2 separate regions of the Mus musculus genome follow, and region 1 is linked to region 2. The links are chromatin contacts, called in public promoter capture Hi-C maps. All regions are on one chromosome and are shown on one strand. Each heading gives the region's core, a stretch centred on a gene start, on an enhancer-like site or on the middle of the called end of the contact. The rest is flanking DNA. Distances are from core to core; before and after follow the strand shown.

Region 1 (6,626 bases), core at 2,192-4,691, 270 kb after region 2:
ACACCTGCAGGTCAGAAGAGGGTATCAGATCCATTTATAGTTGGTTGTGAGCACCATATGGGTGCTGGGAATTGAACTCAAGACCTTTGGAAGAGCAGCCAGTATTCTTAACTGGTTTTAATCCCAGCACCCAGGAGGCAGAGGCAGGCAGATATCTCAGTTCGAGGCCAGCCTGGTCTAATGAGTGAGTTCTAAGACAGCCAGGGCTATGTAGAAAAACTCTATAAACTAAGACAAGAAAAAAAGAAAAAAAAACCAATAAATTTATGTTGTACATATTTTTGTCACAATTGAAAAAAATAAAGGAAGGGAATGACGTTAGGTAAGTTTAGGTGACTAGTGGTGAACCGGTTTCAGTACAAGGTGATTTACCTAGCCCTTCACAAGAGGAAAAGCCCGTTTCTGAGTGGAGAGCCTTTATGGACAACATAGGCTCTGAGCAGTCAGCTGCAGCTGGTTGACAAAAGCATCCTGTAGGCTCATCGAGTCACAGGCCATGACCAGAGTGCTTGCCCACCTTTCTGTTCTCTTGTGTCTTGGGGAGCCGGGAGAGGTCTCTGTGATTACAAGCACCCACTGCAGTTTGCACCTTGTCTCCAGTTTAGAGAGGCTTTCTCATCACAGTCAACCACTACACCCAGAAAGGGCACATCATCTCTGCCCACCTAGTCTGTCACTGAGAATAGTAACAAGGTCTCATCTGAGTCCCTGCTGATTGAACGAGAGAGAGAAAGGAAATGTTACATACACTTAGAGTCTTTTTGGCTATTCAGACTCATTGGGAAACAATGAGGAAGGGTGCATTTCCATTGGCCAAGCTGCCAGATCTATGTTGTCATCAACTTTGCTCGGAGAAGTTGGTGGCTGCAACGGGGAGGGGTTAACTCATGACTGTTAAGGGCTGAGAATAACTGACAGTGAGTGCTTAACTGCAGTGAGCTATCTGTAGCAGCCACCTCCCCAGGGAACATTGAGGAAGAGGGGGTGGAGAGGATGCAAGATCTGGAGGATGGGGAGGGGCGAGTGACACAGCTGTGGTTCACGTGATCTCAAAGCAGTAAGGGTTACCCCCTCAAGATGTAAGATCAACCAGAAACAAATTTCAGCATGGTGTGGGAGGGGTCCCCAAGGCTCCCTCCCTCCATAAGGAGCTGATGGCAGTTGATGGTCACTGAAGAAGGAGACTCTCTCTAAGGACGTGGCCACTGGTAGGTTCCCATGCCCCTGTGTGCGACCAGGTGCCCATGAGCGTATGGATGGCACAAATCATTCAGTGATTTAAAAATAATACCAATAACAATTACAATTATAATAATAAATAGTTATGGACACAAAGAAGGAAGTTGGAGGGGGAAGGTTTAGTTAGGGTGGTTACGATCCAGCTTCACTCTATATGTGTGTGAAATACTCAATGAATAAATAAAAATGTATGTTTTTACAAAGAAAAGCATAAATAGGCTGGGAATGTAAGTTGTTTGGTAGAGTTCTTGCCTAACATGCATGGAGCTATGGGTTCTGTCCCCCGCACACAGTAAATCAGGCATGGCTGTAATCTGAATGCTCAGCAGGTGGAGGCAGGAGAGTCATATGTTCAAAGTCATTCTGACTCTGAGGGACTCAGCTACGTAAGACCCTGTGAGGGTGAGAAAGATGATGATGAGGTGGTAGAGGAGGAGGAAGGAGGACGAAGAAGAAGAAGGGGGAAGAAGAGGAGGAAGGAGGAGGAAGGAAGAGGAAGAAGGGAAGAGGAAGAAGGGAAGAGGAGGAAGAGAAGGAAGGAAGAAGGAGGAGGAGGGAGGAGAGGGAGGAAGAAGAGGAAGGGGGAAGAAGAAGAGGAAGAGGAGGAGGAAGGAAAAGGAGGAAGGTAAGAGGAGGAAGAGGAGGAAGAGGAGGAGGAAGCGGAGGAAGGAGGAGGAAGAGAAGGAAGGAGGAAGAAGGAGGAGGGAGGAGAGGGAGGAGGAAGAGAGGAGGAGGAGGAGGAGGAGAAGGAGGAGGAGGAGGAGGAGGAGAAGGAGGAGAAGGAGAAGGAGAAGGAGAAGGAGAAAAAGAAGGAGAAGGAGAAGGAGAAGGAGAAGGAGAAGGAGAAGGAGAAGGAGAAGGAGAAGGAGAAGGAGAAGGAGAAGGAGAAGAAGAAGAAGAAGAAGAAGAAGAAGAAGAAGAAGAAGAAGAAGAAGAAGAAGAAGAAGAAGAAGAAGAAGAAGAAGAAGAAGAAGAAGAAAGAAAAAGGGTTTTTTTTTGGTCCAAGTTTCCAGAAGCAAATTCCTGCTGTCAGAGGAATTTCCCAGGAATTTCCCAAGTTTTATGTATCCACCCCTCAGATGTCTGAGGGTTCCTCTTGGAGGCAAAGTGCCCCATGGGGTCTTCCGGGTGTATCACTGGGACCCCTGAACCTCTCACATGCCACCCCTGTGAGCTAGCCTTGCAGGTGCTGGGGCCCACTGCCTGTCCTGCAGTGGCTACAGAGCCAACTGCAGACTACATTCGAGCTGTGGTTGGGAGTTGAGTTTCTTTTGGCAAACTCTAGAGACTGACAAAAATATTCACGTCAAAACATTTCTACTGCAAAATTCATGAAAGCATTTGAATTTGGCCTGGGCATTTTTCCCCCTTCTCCCTCTCCCAGCCCCCTCCCTGTCCTGGTTTAGGGGTGGGAGCAGAGATAGAGTCCAGATGGTGATGGGAATTAGTCCTTGCTCGGCTCCCTCCCACCCCTCTGGCCAGAGACTGGGAATCAATGGCTGTTGTGTGCCACAAGGCACAACGGCCCTGGGCCAGCTCAAGTCTGGGTGAGCCCCGGGAAGTGTCCCCTGCCTGGAGTCTGCCCCCTAACCCCAGGGTCCGGGGTAATTGTCTACAGAGGCAGCCCGGGGCTGAGCTGGCCATAATGATTTAGGCAGGATCGATTTCACTTCAAGCCTTTTCTACTCCGAAGAGGCCTAATCGAAAGTAATCTGAAAATTAGGGAAAATAAAAACCATGCCCGCAGCTACATAAATACCCATTTCCTCACATCGGCTGCTCGAAATCACCTCATTCCAGTGCCACGTGATGTTTTCCTGATGGGCAAGGCCAGGCCCTGGGGGGGCGGGGGCGTTTGATCTGCCGCCTGCCTTGCCTGACAGCCACCAGCACCCAGGCAGAGGTGGGACGAGGGGGTGGGGGCAGGGATCTGAGGCAGGCCTTGGCACTGACTGGCCTGAACAAATATCCCTGTGGAGGCCAGGGCTCCTGGTAGATCTCAGCCTGCAGCCTGGGGTAGAAAGAAAGGGCACAGGCTACCTTTTAAGAGGCCTCAAGTGAGTGTCCCCATCAACCCTCTCATTTCTCCCAGGACCCAAAGAACCTGCAAGATGGCCCCAGGCAACATGGCTACTCACACCTCTCTTGACTTCATTGGTTTGGCTCACAGATCCTTCCAGCTTAGTGGCACCCTAGGACCTTTGTACCCCAGGACCTTTTCATGTTCTCTAGTCACTTCTGTCTGCTGAAAGGTCCATCTGCAAGTCTGAGCCTGCTCCCCACCTGGTGTCAGATAACTAGCGAGTCCTTTCTGAAGCTCCCTTCTCCATGCAGCTCCCATGCTGCCTCCCTGGAACTGGTGTGTCCCAGTTGCTTTCTCTCAAGTCTCCCATGAGCTCCAGGAAACAGAAGCCTTATGCAGCCTGGCCACCAGGATGGGTACACAGTGAGCAGTCGTGGAAGAATGAAGTCATGTGAATGTAATGTGCAGTTGTTGTCAAAGGATAAGGTCTTCTGGACCTCCAGGAGTCACGGGGGCCAAATACTACCCGCGCTATATGCCTGCTTCCTCAAAAGAACCTCAGGATAGCAGCGTCCAATTCATACACAAGCAGGGTTCAAGGCACAGGCCAGGATGAAGCCCAGGCCAGACCCTGGGAAAGGTCACAGTATTCTTGTTATTTGTGTTGGTGAGAAGGACATTTGGCTGCAACTTTTGACATGTCTTCCATCAAGAAGTAGGGAAGTGGGGTCCACATGCCTCCGCTGGAATATGTCCGGGTTTGTGAAGTCTGATCAACAAGAATTTGGGGTAGTGATTCCAGGACAGCCTTTCTGGCTGCAACACTACTAACCTTGTCTAGGCTCTCTGGAAGTTCTCCCACAGAGCCTGGAACTTCCTCATAAGAACCTCGACCTAAAGAAGGTCACCCATGCTACCACAGAGCCCAAGTCATACGGAGTCATCCCACCCCAGCCAGATGTGTGAGCAAAGAAGCCTCTAGATGATCCAGCTGTTTTCATTGTCCAAGGAAGTTCCTAACTACAGTATGCAGAGCCCCTTTCTGGGTTGATTCATTGACTTGCCACAAAGACATGGGGAGAAATAGATTCTGAGGTGACCATGGTCCCCAAGGGACTTGAAGAAACGGAGTGCAGAATGGGAGGAGCCCCACACGCCCATTGGCAAGATCTGGGGCTTAGCTCACTAAGGTTGCTAAACAAAATGCCAGAGGCTGGACCAGTTATTAAGATCAGAGATTGGTTTCTCATGGTTCTGGAGGCTGGGAGGTAAGGATGAAGGCACCAGCAACACCTGAGCCTGCAAGGGTTGGTCTCTGCTCCCAAGGCTTCATCCTCCAGAGGTGGAAACACTGGAGTCTCAAATGTCAGGAGACAGACAAGTCAGTGAGCTGAGTCCGTAAGAAGAGCATCAATCCCATCAGAAAGGAGGGAGTTCTCAAATAATCATCTCTTCTTTATCTCTCTCAGTCACTCTTTGTGTGTGGGGTGTGCATGATCATGTGTATACTCATGTGTGTGGAGGCATGATCATGTGTGGGTTCATGTGTGTGGAGGCATGATCATGTGTGGGTTCTTCTGTGTGTGTGTGTGTGTGTGTGTGTGTGTGTGTGTGTGTGTGTGTAGGTATGTGGAGTCCAGAGGTTGTCATTGGATACCTTACTCAATTGCCCCCCACCTTACATATTAAGGCAGGGTCTCTCACTTGAACCCAGAGCTTGAGAATTTGGCGAACTTAGCCTAGTCGCTTCTGAGCTCTCCCGTCTCTTCCTCCTGAGTGCTGGGCTTGCAGGTGGGCTGCTACATCCACCCAGCACTTAAGCGGCTGCCTGGGACCCAAACTACAGTCCTCTCTCACACTGCTGCTGGGGCCAGTGCTGCTCAGCCCCAGATCTATGCTGCGCTCCAGCTTGGCCTTTGAGGGATGCTCCAGTTGAGCCTGACAAGAGGCAGGAAGGTTAGAAAGCAAGAAGGCCCCCTCCAGATTCGATGTGAGCCACAACCCTGAAAGCCAGACCACTGTAAGGCTTCCACGTCCACCAAAAGTCAGAGCTGGTGATGTCCTGTGAGCTCAGGGCGCCAGAACACACAGGCTTGGGGGAAGTGGGCAGGGCAGAGCGGTCCAGAGGCCACAGCCTCTCTGCTAAAGCCAGGGCAGGAATCCAGAGATGTAGTGACTATGAAGCGCACCAAGGCCGGCCGGCTAAGAAGCTACCAGCTCCCTGTTGCCAGGAGGAAGCCCTTCTGGGAGCCCAGCCTCTGTCTGGGCATGTGTTAGACCTTGAAGCCCAGGGGCGGAGCCGCGGGCTGCAGGCCTAGGCAGTAGTCGGGAGGGGTGGCATGCAGAGGCTGCGGGGTGGAGCCGGGTTCTGTTGCAATTACCCGTAAGCCTGGTGTTTACACGGGGTTTACAGGGAATTCAAAGCATATCTTCCTGTTGCTCTGGCAGCCGAGGCGTATCAAGTGCGTTCAAAAGGGCCGAACCACGTTCGCCAAAATAAGAACCAAATGGCTGAGTAATTTCCACCAGAGAAGAACTTATTCTCGCAATTGCACGGTCTATTTAGCGTGCTTTCATAAAACCTTTTAACGAATCAGCTCAGAACCCTCCCCAACTGCAGGGCCCACCCCACCTCTCGGGCTTGGATTTCCAAACACAGGTAGGCCTCTGAGATTGGATGCAGACCTCCTGCCCAGCACCAGCGAATGAAAGCCCCAGGAGATAGAGGTTCCTGCCTCAGAGGAAACCCCAATGGAGTCGGGAACAGAACATGGCTTTCTAGGAAAATCTAACAACCAAACAACAGGTCAACCCTGTGACACCAAGGGCTCAGCCTGGAGAACCTGGAAAGGCTTCTTGGAGGATGCAATCTTGCCACACAAAATCAGGGAGGGAAAGGGCCCAGCTGACCAAGGTGGAAGGGAGGACTTGACGATCAAGCCTCTGGAAGATGCTGGTGTGGGGGACAGGGAGTAGATAGTTGTATACAGTCTGCCCATGGGAGAGAAGAGGCACAAGGCTTTCGTGCCAGCTTTTGGCTGGCACAGACCATGGTCTTTCCCTGTTGGACATGACTTTCAAAATGGGCTTGAGCTCAGAAAGGAGGCAGGGACATGGGCAGAAGTGTTAAAAAAAAAATCAACTTCCTTGTGCTAAGTGAACCATAGTTCAAGGGTAGAATGCTTTTCTATGCACAGGCTAAGTCCTGGGCTCCATCCCTAGTGTTGCCAAAACACAATTGAGGTGTGAACTAGGTGCTGTGGAATTGACTCTGAAGACTTGGTTTTGGCCACCACCTCTGTGATGGTGGGGAGCTCTTTCAAGAACTTCCTGAAGCCTGTACTACAGGGCTCACCTCTCCCTC
Region 2 (6,722 bases), core at 1,839-4,338:
CAAACACATCACTATTAAGCCTCAACCCTTAATTTCTTATTCATCCCCAAGATCTAAATAACATTAAAAGCCCCACAGTCTTTGCATATTAAAAGTTCAATCCCTTTAAAATATCCAATATCTTTTAAAATTCAAAGTCTTTTAAAATTCAAAGTCTCTTAACTGTGGGCTCCACTAAAATAACTACTTCAAGAAGGAAAAATATCAGGGCACAGTCACAATCAAAAGCAAAATCAAATTCCAACCATCCAATGTCTGGGATCCAACTCATGATGTTCTGGGCTCCTCCAAGGGCTTGGGTCACTTGTCCAGTTCTGCCCTTTGTAGCAGACTCCTTGTCTTCTAAGCTCCAGCTGCCTGTACTGCACTGCTGCTGCTGTTCTCAATGGTCATCTCATGGTACTGACATCTCCAAAACACTGCTATCTCCCACTGTAACTAGGCTTCACCAATAGCCTCTCATAGGCTCTCTTCATGGTGCCAAGCCTCAACTTCTTTGCATGACCCCTTCAGTCCTGGGCCATCAATTGCAACTGAGGCTGCACCTTCACCAATGGCCTTCTATGGTCTCTCACAGTGTAGAGCCTCAGCTGCTCTTCATGACCCCTTCATGCCTTCAAAACCTGAGTGACTCTTACACATTACAAAGTCCAGCCACAGCACAAGGTACAACCTTGGCTATCTCTCGAACACAGCCTCTGTGCTCTCAGAAAACACTTCCCAGAAGATTTCACCTCAGTGATGCTGGTCTCTTCTTATCACCACTAACTTCTTTTTCTCTTTCTTTTTTTTTTTAAGATTTATTTATTTATTTTATGTGTATGAGTACACACTGTAGCTGTACAGATAGTTGTGAGCCTTCATCTGGTTATTGGGAATTGAATTTAAGATTTCTGCTCACTCAGGTCAAGCCCACTCGATCTGGCCAAAGATTTATTTATTATTATAAATAAGTACACTGTAGCTGTCTTCAGACACACCAGAAGACGGTGTCAGATCTCATTGCGGGTGGTTGTAAGCCACCATGTGGTTGCTGGGATTTGAACTCAGAAGAGCAGTCAGTGCTCTTACCCCCTGAGCCATCTCAATTTCTTAGCTCCAGCTCACCAGCATCAATAGTCCCAGTAATGCAAAGTTTTCACTTTAGTAGTTCTGGTATCTTGTTATTTACAGCAGATTCTTCAGCCCCAGCTAACCAAAACCACAGAATCTTCACAATAAAAATAGCAGCGGCACTGATAAGAGTCTTTAGTCTTCCCTCTGAAATTTCACAAGCCAGGCCTCCATCTTGTGCACTGTTCTCAACATTATCTTCCAAGCTCCTATACAACATCCCACAGAGCTCTTAATACCGAATGGATCTTCTAGCCCAAAGTTCCAAAGTCCTTCCACAGTCCTCCCCAAAACATCATCAGGTTGTCACAAGAATACCCCATTCCTGGTACCAATGTGTCTTAGTCAGGGTTTGTATTCCTGCACAAATATGACCAATAAGCAAGTTGGAGAGGAAAGGGTTTATTCAGCTTACACTTTCCACATTGCTGTTCATCACCAAAGGAAGTCAGGACTGGAACTCAAGCAGATCAGGAAGCAGGAGCTGATGCAGAGGCCATGGAGGGATGTTTCTTACTGGCTTGCTTCCCCTGGCTTGCTCAACTTGCTCTCTTCTAGAACCCAAGACTACCAGCCCAGAGATGGCACCACCCACAATAGGCCCTCCCCCCTTGATCATCAACCAAAAAAATGCCCCACAGCTGGATCTCATGAAGGCACTTCCCAACTGAAGCGTCTTTCTCTGTGATAACTCCAGCCTGTGTCAAGTTGACACACAAAACCAGCCAGTACAGACAATAGGGCAACTGTACATACAAGCTCACTGCAGTTACAACACCATGCACAAGACCCGTGCAAGCCCAAACCAGAACAAATCTCAGCACAGAGACAAGAGTTCGGCACCAAATACCTAGTACCAAGCTACGGCAATTACTAGCTGCTGGGAGAGGAGGAGAAGGGTTTCTCTAAGAGTATATAGCCCGAGGTAAGCCAATAACAATCCAATGAAATATTCAAGAATATTGAATTCAGCATAAGTTAGTCTTAAAGGGTTTTGAAACAAAAAAGAAAGATAGGTCACAAAGATAGGTGGACTGGGGACAGAATTTTCAGTGGTGAATATAATCAAAATGAGTTGTATATATAGATCAGAGAACTAAAGAGAAAAGGAGAAACCAGGCTACACCGCCAGAAATTCAGGGAGCCAACAAGCCCTGGGTCATGGGGGAAATGTCTCTTCCCATTACATCACTCCAGGCTCTTGGAAGATCCCAGAGCTCAAGGGAGCCACACAAGGTCATTAGCCCACAATGTGTAAAAAGGCCACCCCCACTCCCCCCTACACACATATACACACAGGCACGCACGCGCACACACATACACACCACACACACAAGCCTTGTCACACACCAAGACTCCAAACTTCAAGACTAGCTCTAGTCTCTTGGTCTTTGCCGTTGCATTCAGCCAGGCAATTCTGTATGTTTTCCCCGCAAGGCAAGCGACCAAGCTGTATTTCCAAATTCATGATGAGTGCAGCTCCCCAAGACTTCTGTCCTCACCAATTCAGACATTTGTTCCTGTGGAGGATGGCTCTGATCCCTCACAAACCTCAACAGAGAGCGGGGGTGGAAAGGTGACATCTAGATGCCCCAGGTCCAATCTCCCTGACCTGGCACTAACACAGGGGACACACCTACAGCGTCATAGCCTGGGAAGCAGGCCAGACTGACCTGTAGCTTGTTTAGGACAAGATAGTGGACCCCTAACCCCGTTCTCACATGGCCCCCTCCCCATCCCAGGGTCTTCACCGAGACCCTCCTCCGGGATGGGCAGAGAAGCTGATTCCACTCCCAAAGACTCCACGCATCGAGGATGGAGCAGCGGCAGACACCTGAACCTTGTGGGTGGCCCACGCCAGCTCTCCGGACTCTTCCCCGCCTGGAGGGATCTGCAAGAGCCGAGGACGTCTGCACTTTCGCTCACCAGAACCGCAGTAGAATCGTCCACAGGCACAGGTGACGACTGCAGGATGCGGAAGTACACCGACCGGGGTGACGCGCGCGCACTTCACTACCCACGCAGCGCTAGAGATGGGGGAACTACAATACCCAGAATGCCGCGTACTGCAGGACACCCCATGCTGACTTGGCTGCAACCCGAAGCTTCAGACTATAGGAGGGGCTCCCTAGCACTGCCGGACTCTTTCATTGACTGCAAGACAACAGGGTAAGATCTTAGAGAAACAGAAAAAAAGCAGAAAAGCCAAACCGAAGTAATCTTTGCGTACTTCTAAGGAAGCTCATTAATCAATTCTTTTAAAAAAGATGTGCTATCTAGATGCCTTCCTCCTGCCAATTCAATCTTGGTTGGTTTTTTGTTTGTTTGTTTGTTTTGTTTTTTTTCTTTTTTACGTGCCTGTGAGTCGTGTGTTTTAAACTGCAGCATGTGTGGATACTGTGGGTGTTGTTTCTTGAAAATAATACTTTTTTTAAAAAATGATTACAAAAAGACAAGGGCAAACTAAGTTTGAAGATATTCATAGTGTAATGTTTTAAACTATTTTGCTCATACAAAAAAACACTTCTTGGTTGTAACAGAAAGACAAAAATCTTTGCGAAAAGACTAGGAATTTGAGCGGAACTCAATTTAATTGAATTTGAATTTTCAATTGTATTTCTAGTATTTGACGTGAGCAGTATTTTCAAATTATTTCCCATTTGCTTCTTAAAGTGAGGTGGCAAACAGCAGAAGTCAACAGGGACCAGATTCAGTCTTCCACATAAAACAAGCTTTAAAAGGACAACATGGACTAAGAAACCGATGGGGAAGCACTGCACACAGAAACAATGGAGGAATATCAGTGATGTGGACAATAAACGAAGTGAGCAGCGAACTCCCCTGGTGAGAAACCGTTCTGGCACAGAACAGAGAAGGGAGACCCGAGCAAGACCTGGAGGTCAACCTGAGACGAAGCCGGGGCCCTGGGGAAACCAAGGCAGCTTCAGTTCAAAGGACAGTACGAAGGACCAGAGAAATCCACAGAGGTTCAGTGGCTCCTTCCTCGGGCGTTCACCGAACACTGACAGCACGCGACACACAGCTGTGCCATCCCAGGGAAAAGTCCCGGGAAAAATGTCAGTGGGAATAAAGGGGGTGAGGAACAACACCTCTTCCTATGAGGCCATAAAGCCTTCAGAGTTGTACATAATACCTGGAAATGGTTTCATCTTGATAGGAAGACAAGATGGGGCCCCCGAGCCTTTCTTGTTTCACCTAGGAAAATGCAAAACTAAGCCTAGAAAAGATCAAATTGTTTACAAGTAACTTCATTTTATTTTTTTTTAAGTTTGAGCATACTTAGGATACACGCCACACTTGATAAGGCAAAAAACATGGAATGTCAAGTTTTCAATTAAAAGATGTCATGCCAGTAAAATGGGTCTATATTGTTCAGATAAAGAAAAAATAAAATCAGTAAGAATAATACTAGGAAATAAGGAGAGGCGCTGGAGAGGTGGCTACCGAGTGTTAAGAGCACTTGGGAATCTTGCAGAGGACCCAGGTTCAGTTCCCAGCATCTATAAGATGGCTCACAACTGCTTAGAATTCCACTTCCAAGGATCAGATGCCCTCTTCTGGTCTCTACAGACAACTGCATGCACACAGTGCACTTACCTGCAGGCAAAACACATTAATACTTATAAAAATAAATAAAAATGCATTAAATAAAAATACATTAAGTAAAAAGAAATATCATGTGGAGATGGTCTCAGTGGATAATGTGCATGCCATGGTGCTCAAGCATGAAGATTCGGGTTCGGATGCTCAACACCTTGCTTCAATTTTGTTGTTGTTGTTTTGCATTTTGAGATAGGGTCTCTCCAGAAACTGTCCAGAAACTCACTTTGTAGCCCCTGCTGGCCTCAAACTCACAAAGGTTCATCTGCCCCTACCTACCAAGTCCTGTGATTAAAGGCGTGTGCCACCATGCAATTTGTATGACTAGAGTGGCAGAAAAAGACACCTGACGTCAGCCTCTGACCTCCACACACATGCACATGTGCAAACACATACGTACCCACACCACACACACACACACACACACACACACACACACACCCGCATGCTCGAGTGTAAAAAGATAGAGAGAGATAAAGGGACTGGACCCAGAACAGACCTCAGCAGCTGGGACCCAGCTGAGGAGCCAACTCTGCTCATAAATCCGAAACACTTCCAAAAGCCATCACCTAAGATAAGCTAGGTTTGTAAGGTTTTTTTAAAATCCATCTCTTAAGACACTAAGAACTTTCTGTCTCAAAATTGCTATAATGCCCTTCAGTTCATTTTTTTTTTCTCACAAGAGTATGCACACTGGGTCAGGAAAAAAAAAATGAAGACATGATGTCTACTGCTCTAGAGGAGGTGAGACCTGGGAGAACGGAGTCAATAAATGAAGCCGACTAGAAAGTCTTATGCAATAGCCAACTTCATTCAGAGCATCAGCCAGTTTATACTGAGAGTTAAGAAAACTCAAAGTCCTCATGAGTTCAAGCTGTTAACAACCACAAGGAGAAGCCAGGTGTAGGACAAACGTGTTTTTTCACAGAAGTGAAACATTTAATTGACTAACACCAGCAAGCAATAACAAGTAATGATGAGTCACCTGAAGAAAGCGCTCTGCTATTTGCTCCACCTGGGAGGAACAAGAAACTGCATTCAAAACAGGAAATGTGTTCTTGGGTGTAGTTTCATGTTTTGAAGAAATGGGTCACAAGACTCTCGGGGTTTGTTTTGTTTTTAGTTTTCTCACAAACATTCAGAATTCTCACACTACTCCATTCTTGGACCTTGTTCTGACAGTATGACACATGGTAGAGACGAGATCTTTTTCACTGTTAAAGAGAAGGTCATTATAAGCAAGGGGGGAGATGCAGTCAGGATGTGGTACCAGAGTAGGATGGGATACATCATCATGCATCCCGGTATATTTTAATAGAGATGCAGGTGGATACTGAGTGTACTGGCTAGTTTTGTGTCAACTTGACACAGGCTGGAGTTATCACAGAGAAAGGAGCTTCAGTTGGGGAAATGCCTCCCCGAGATCCAGCTGCAAGGCATTTTCTCAATTAGTGATCAAGGGGGAGGTCCCCTTGTGGGTGGTGGCATCTCTGTGCTGGTAGTCTTGGTTCTATAAGAGAGCAGGCTGAGCAAGCCAGGGGAAGCAAGCCAGTAAAGAACATCCCTCCATGGCCTCTGCATCAGCTCCTGCTTCCTGACCTGCTTGAGTTCCAGTCCTGACTTCCTTGGTGATGAACAACAGTATGGAAGTGTAAGCTGAATAAACCCTTGCCTCCCCAACTTGCTTCTTGGTTATGATGTTTGTGCAGGAATAGAAACCCTGACTCAGACACTGAGACACAGCCATCTAGTGTGCATGGCTTAGATGCTCACACAGGTGATTCCTAGCCCTGTCACCTGAAGGAATCCAGAAACAATTACAGCCCCATAGTAGTGAGCACATCTTCCCACATTTAGTTCCTAAGCCACTCTGTAATAATGTAGGAACCAGAGTTTCCTATATGGGATATACAGAGAATATACATTGTGAATCTATATAATATAGGTTATCTCATATTACCAAAAGATTGGAAGTGTTTGTCTTAGTT

The links. Promoter capture Hi-C pulls out the DNA fragments that hold promoters and counts their contacts.
Region 1: a promoter capture Hi-C map of liver shows a contact between it and region 2, with 1.9 times the contacts expected there. The contact joins the enhancer-like site here to the promoter of Zfp169 in region 2. A contact is called at or near these places in 6 of 39 promoter capture datasets (the C10 cell line, embryonic stem cells, epiblast stem cells and 3 more), 1 of 15 datasets of contacts at CTCF or cohesin (the NIH/3T3 cell line), 28 of 484 Hi-C or Micro-C datasets (the AML12 cell line, B cells, the BV-2 cell line and 20 more), 1 of 115 datasets of contacts at active chromatin or transcription factors (the 230-238 cell line) and 3 of 9 other capture datasets (embryonic stem cells, embryonic trunk and pancreatic islet).

What each region holds. Positions count from the first base shown.
Region 1 is chr13:48,777,385-48,784,010 of GRCm38.p6, forward strand. No RefSeq gene overlaps it. Among named protein-coding and RNA genes, the nearest start is that of Gm36784, 73 kb to the left of the region's middle. RefSeq lists an enhancer at 2,240-3,918. Within about 2 kb of position 3,442, at least 28 of the 459 cell types and tissues checked have an H3K27ac peak or open chromatin away from gene starts, as enhancers often do. A contact at or near this core is called in liver, where this site is marked.
Region 2 is chr13:48,510,348-48,517,069 of GRCm38.p6, forward strand. It overlaps Zfp169 (zinc finger protein 169), which reads right to left and starts at 3,089. Exons shown (of 5, transcript NM_026450.3): 1 at 2,948-3,089. A830005F24Rik (RIKEN cDNA A830005F24 gene) reads left to right here and starts at 3,223. Exons shown (of 2, transcript NR_165458.1): 1 at 3,223-3,282; 2 at 3,787-4,492.